Regions from separate parts of the Sus scrofa genome. Here region 1 is linked to region 2. A link is a contact called in public promoter capture Hi-C data. All regions are on one chromosome and are shown on one strand. Each heading gives the region's core, a stretch centred on a gene start, on an enhancer-like site or on the middle of the called end of the contact. The rest is flanking DNA. Distances are from core to core; before and after follow the strand shown.

The links. Promoter capture Hi-C pulls out the DNA fragments that hold promoters and counts their contacts.
Region 1: a contact with region 2 is called in a promoter capture Hi-C map of liver, with 6 times the contacts expected there. The contact joins the promoter of CIB2 here to the promoter of DNAJA4 in region 2. A contact is called at or near these places in 1 of 5 promoter capture datasets (liver) and 4 of 47 Hi-C or Micro-C datasets (fibroblasts, mesenchymal stem cells, psoas muscle and 1 more).

Annotation. Positions count from the first base shown.
Region 1 is chr7:47,806,491-47,809,382 of Sscrofa11.1, reverse strand. It overlaps CIB2 (calcium and integrin-binding family member 2), which reads right to left and starts at 1,577. Exons shown (of 5, transcript XM_021098837.1): 1 at 1,529-1,577; 2 at 1,474-1,526; 3 at 1-48. The coding sequence starts at 1,541.
Region 2 is chr7:47,673,122-47,676,144 of Sscrofa11.1, reverse strand. It overlaps DNAJA4 (DnaJ heat shock protein family (Hsp40) member A4), which reads left to right and starts at 1,255. Exons shown (of 8, transcript NM_214339.1): 1 at 1,255-1,276; 2 at 1,426-1,564. The coding sequence starts at 1,433.

The DNA.
Region 1 (2,892 bases), core at 328-2,827, 130 kb before region 2:
CCCGTCCTCAGAAAAAGCCTCCACAATCCTTTCCTTGAAGGGATTCTCCTGAAAAACAACCACAGCCATTACTATGGGTGTAAGTTTACTGGGAGGATCCTGGGGCCAGACGGCTATGCCCTACGTGACCTTGGATCAGCATCTGATCCCGCTGAGCCTCAGCTTGCCCATCTGTAAAATGGGGATAATAACTGCTCCTGCCGAACGGGGCTGTGAGAGGGGTGAACGAGGTAGAGTATGTAAGCTGTTGGTCGGAGGCCTGACACCAGTGAGAGCTCTGCCAGTGTTCTGTCCTGTTACATGGTTGAGACGAGCAGAGAGCTCAGCAGAGCTGAGGTGCGCCCCCTGGAGGCAGCCCCTCTTTGAGGCAGCAGCAGGGATTCGTCCCATTGCCCAGGAAACACAGGGATGCTCCCGTCCTGACCTGGAAGAGAAGACAACCGCCCAGCGCCTGGGCTGCCCTCAACTCAGGCTGAGCTCACAAGAGACAGAAGCGGGGCCCCAGAGGTTAGATAACTGGGCTGGGACCGGCAGCAGGAGGCAGCCCCCAGGCCAGCAGTCCCCCTGCTCCTATACATTCTCTTGGACCAGCCCGGGAGGTGGGGGCCCTGCCAACAAGTCCCTGCTCTGATCGCTGCTCACGCGGGACCCACTCTCCTGATGCCCTCCACCCCAGCTGGGCCAGCACTGGGCTACCCCACCCTGTGCCCAGCCCAGGCCAGCACAGGGGGCTCAGAGACAACCCCATGGTTCCCTCCCCAGTGCCTCTCACCCTCCAGTAATTCTCTGGGCCTGGGCTCAAGCCCCTCTCTAGCTGGGCTGGCCACTTGTCCAGGGCTGAGCCTGCGGCTCCCTGCCCCTCAAGACTGAGGTCACACAGGAAAACAGGCCCCAAGTGGATGCTGTGTGAATCCCAAGTGGATACCCAGACCCCAGGGTCACACACCTGAGGCCTGGAGAGGGGCTATATGCAAAGTCCCATAGCAAGGTAGGCTGTGTCCCCAGTGCCCAAACCCTTTCTTGCTTGGAGTGCGCTGTATGTGTATTATAGGTGAGGAACTCGTGACATGAAACTTTCATGTCAAACATATCTGTGGTCTGAGAACTAACAGCATCAGCTTGTTAGAAAAACTGAATCTTGGACCCTACCCCAGACCTGAACCTGATGAAATCCATGGGTGATTTCTGTCTGAGAGGGGAAGCTGTGGCTGACCCGCCTGTGAGAGGCCACAGCCATGCAAGGAGGAGGCTGAAGAATTACCGTAAAACACAGACACAAACAAGGTCTGCCAAGGACAGCAGGCTGGCCACTTAGCAAAGGGGCAAGCGGCTGAGCACAGGCCAGCAGCCCTGAAGAGTGTAAGGCACCTCTGCTGCCCGGCCCATGCGGAGGGGCAGAGTCCCCAGACCCTCGGCCCACCCTTCTCTAGCTGCTTCCCCTTCTCTGCCCCACAGCAGCGGCCTCTCACGTACCCGGAGCTCCGGCATCTGGATGATAAGGCTCATGGGCACATGGACGATGGGCTCTTCCTGTAGTCCATCGGGACGAGGTTGGGGGCCAGCTCATAGAACCGTGCATGTAGCCTTCGAGGGAAGCAGAGAAATAGTGTGGAGGGGGTGCAAGCTGGGCTCCCCATTCGCCCTGCGGCCCAGTGCCGCCCAGCCTGCACCTCGGCTTCCCACGCTGGAGACCCCCTTTGGCCAGGGGCCTCGGGGGACCGTCTGCTCTGCCCACAGGGTGTGGGATTTGCGAGGGAGTCAAGTTCTGTGCTAATAACCAGGCAGTGTCCTGGCCATTCCCACCACCACTGCCACCCCTGCCATCCCCCTACCCCCGTGGGCCTGCAACCCGTATTCCTTCCTCTTTAGGCTTGAATTAAGTGCTTTGTATGTGCCAGGCATTTTAGCTCTTTAAATTTCTTCCCCATGATGCTGCAGACAGATGCACTGAGACCCCAGTTTAGAGCTCAGCAAACAGGCCTGAAGAGGTTGAGAGTGATTTCTCTAACACCACAGAACTAGGAAGTCTCAGGGATCGAGGCTGGAAGCCAGGATCAGAAATCCAGAGCAGAAACCCTTTTTCTTTCTTTCTTTCTTTTTTTTTTTTTTTTTTTTTTTCTTTTTAGGGCCACACCTGCTGCATATGGAAGTTCCCAGGCTAGGGGTTCAATCAGAGCTGCAGATGCCAGCCTACACCACAGCCATAGCAAAATGGGTCCGAGCGGCATCTGAGACCTACACCACAGCTCAGGGCAACGCCATATTCATGACCTACTAAATGAGGCCAGGGATTGAACCCGCATCCTCATGGATCCCAGTCGGGTTCATTACCACTGAGCTGTGATGGAACTCCAGAGCAGACACTCTTAACCCCTCCCCATGTGGCTCCCCACTCCTGACATTCTTGAAACTCTGGCTCAGTTTGCTGCCCCTGACCCCAAGCCAGGCCCTGAGGGCTGGGTCTCTGGAAGGGCTCCCAGAAGCCCACACATCCTGGGAAGCCCCTGCGGATGGCCCATGGGCAACCTCTTTCCATCTGGGAGCCGGCCCTCTTTGCTGGAGGATCAGGTGCACAGCTCCCTTCTGCCTCCCACCTTGCTCAGGAGGCCCTGGAACACAAGGCTCCCCCCCGTCCCCTGCATGCTGTGTGGACCCTCAAGGGCATGACACCGTCTCAGCTGGAAGGCCCTCCTCCATTAGTCGGTCCTCTCCGGCCCTGTGTCCCCTTGTCTGGGTCTCTGACATCCCAAAGCACAGCCCTCCCCTCCCACCTCTAGGCGGGTATGAATTAGGTTCAGATGAAACTGTGTGCATGAAGTGCAGCCAGATGGGGGGACAAGTGGCCAGGCAGTGACTGGGCACTGTGGTAGGCAATCTGCCCAAGGTAAGGCC
Region 2 (3,023 bases), core at 6-2,505:
TGCCAAAGGTTACTGCTCCAGAGGAGTCTGAGATGAAAAAAAGCAATGCCTCCAAGCATACCCACGAGCAACTTCTCTTGTAAGTTAAAAGTTGTTTCTCACCTCTACTGAACACGTGGAAGAGGGAGAGTGCCTGCTTCAGCCACAGGGCCAAAAACGAAGCCAAAGGATCCCAGAGAGGTGAGCAGTGGCCCTCTCCGACAGCGTTCCACCTGCAGAAGCCCAGGCTGGGCTGGAGCAGAAGGCCTGCACTTCTCTGATAGTGCTGCTTTCCACGCCCACGTAACTGCAGCGGGTAGTGATCCTGGCTACCGGGCACTACTGGGACCTGGGCACAGTGAAGGAAGTCCTGGGCCTGTTACTATCCCTCCCTCCTGGGCAACGAGAGTCCTGCTGCAGTCACTGGACTCGCCCTCCCACCCCTAGCGTGTGCATGAGCCTAGTCCAACTGTGTGGGCTCGGAGAAGAGAGCGCACTGCCCACCCTGTGGAGACCTGGGGGACATCGCTGCTCACATCTGGGGGACTTCAGAGGCTCCCAGGTGTGGGCAGTAAGACCACCGTCCACAGCTGGGGTCAGCAAAGCACCACTGCATGTATCTGGAAGGGCTTAGGCTCTGCTCAGCCTTGAAGATGCCCTGAGGGGCGCCAGTAGCTGCAGGGCCTCAGGAAATGTGGCCACGCAGCGGGAGAGGCCCCAACCCACTCCAAACCCCTCAAAAATGCAACAATCCGAGATAGGCCTCAGGGCGCACCGGGACCATGACCAAACAGAGGGCGGCCACACCCCCAGGGAGAGGCCGGGTGCGGACCGTGGGGCGCAGCCCTCCCAGTCCAACCCCTCCACCCGGGTTCCCGCCGACGCCACCCTCCAGGCCGCGCTCTCCTGGAGCCAACCGGACCCACGGACCCGCGGAAGGGAAAGGGGACAGCCCCGGGGCGGCGGGACTGTCGTCGGAAGGCACCCTCCACGCCGAAGCCATCTTCCAAGCCCCCCAACATGGCCCGCGGCGGCAGCCAGAATTGGAGCTCCGGGGAGTCAGACGGGCGGCCGGAGGAGCAGGGGGCCGAAGACACCGGGTGAGCTGGGGCGTCGGGGTCCCTGCCGCGTACTCTCCGCGGCGCGCTAGCCCGCAGCCCCGGGCGCCGCCGGAACCTCCGCGAAGCTTCTGGGTCTTTGTGGCGTCACTGTCTCCTTGTGGAACCTTCCGCCGGCGCCGAATAAAACCCGCCGCGGAGGAGGCGGCGGCTCGAGTGCGGCGGTGCCGGGCGCGGAGGTCGGCCCGGCGCGGGCTGGCGGGCGGGCGGGAGGTTCGGGCGGCGGCGCCCGTGACCGTGACGCGCGGGCGGGCAGCGGGGGCGCGGGCCAGAGGCCCGACGGGGGCGTTCGGGGCGCACTGACCGTCCTGCCCGCCCCGCCCCGCAGAGACAAGATGGTGAAGGAGACCCAGTACTATGACATCCTGGGGGTGAAGCCCAGCGCCTCCCCGGAGGAGATCAAGAAGGCCTATCGGAAGCTGGCGCTGAAGTACCACCCGGACAAGAACCCGGATGAGGGCGAGAAGGTGCGGGCCGGGCTCGGGGCGGTGCGGGCCGGGCTCGCGCGGGGCCCGCCGTCAATTATTCAGCCCGGGAGCTCGGGGGCTGTGAATTATTGAAGTCGGTGGGGAACCCGAGCCGCATTTGTTGGTGAGGCGGTCGCCAGGCGCCGCGCACCCCGCAGCGGGGCCGGGCCGAGCCGAGGGTGGCCCGAGGCCGAGGGGGCGCGGCGCGGTCAGGTGGAGGGCACTTTGTCAAGCGCCCGCCCCTCGCCCGGCGAGAGCAGGCGGTGGGGGGAGGCACCGGGGCCCCTCGTGATCCCCTGTGCAGCCCATTCATCCTCCGTTCGCTCCACGAGTGTTCAGGGGGCCCCTCCGAACGCCAAGAAGGGCTGGGACTGAAACGCGGGACCCCAGTTCTCATAGGATGTGCGGGCATTCCTTACAGGAGAGGCAGCCAGCCGGGAAACTGAGGCACGCGTGACCCGAAGTTGGTTACTTGCTGCGAATGACCAGGATTGGATTATTTTTGTGCTCATATTCCCTGTTGATGCGTAAGCCCTAGAGATGAGTTTCTTTTCGTCTGAGCTGGTACCTTGGACAAACCCGGTGTCCTTCTTGAGAATGGCTGGACTGGATTTGTCCTGGGGGCCGGTCTTCTGCCTGATAAAGGTTGTCAGACATTGATTAATCGCATTTTTCTTTATTAAAGAGGGACACGGAGATCTTTAATCTGACACATCATTTTAAGTGAACAGTCCGGATTTTCTGTGGCAAACGACCCATAATTGATCCTCAGTACCAATAATAGGCTGAAAAATGCTTTGCACAGCGGAGGCCTGAATTAAACTTTTCATCCTGTTCAAAGGAAGAGTCAAGCTGCTTTTTTATGCCCAAGGAGGCTCATTCTGCACCTGAATAGACGACTAGGAAGATCAGGCATTGATCCTAGGGAAAGCTTGTTGGCCTTCTCACTCCTCCTTTGACTTCTTGCTATTTTCTTATAAAACTTCGGATTATCTATCCTAGATGGTTGTTGGGAGGTGGGGCTTTTGTATAGTAGCTGAGAGCAATGACACGCAGGTGGCTTTTGAAGCCACAGATCACCCATCTAACATTTAGACCTGTGGAAATGGACCCTGTATCGAAATACCTGTCTCTGTTAGCTATTCCAAGCTGGAGAAAGCCGCCTAAGGTTGGCTGGGTGGCAACAGTGATGGAAGGTTTATATTTAGCTACATGTGCCTAGTATGGCTGTGACAAGTTTAAAATGCTTTCCTGTAAGACCATTTGTCTGTTACTTGTGCTCTGTCTCATCTATATTTAGGTGGCTTACTGTAGCTTTTAAAGTCACTGGCTTTCTACGTGGTGTTGGTGATTCATAGATGTGCTCCCTAAATTCATCATAGGCTGTTTCTGAGAATCTCCTTTAAGGAGCACACACCCAGGCTTCTCATTTCACGTTTCAGGGGCAGCGTGTGGGAAA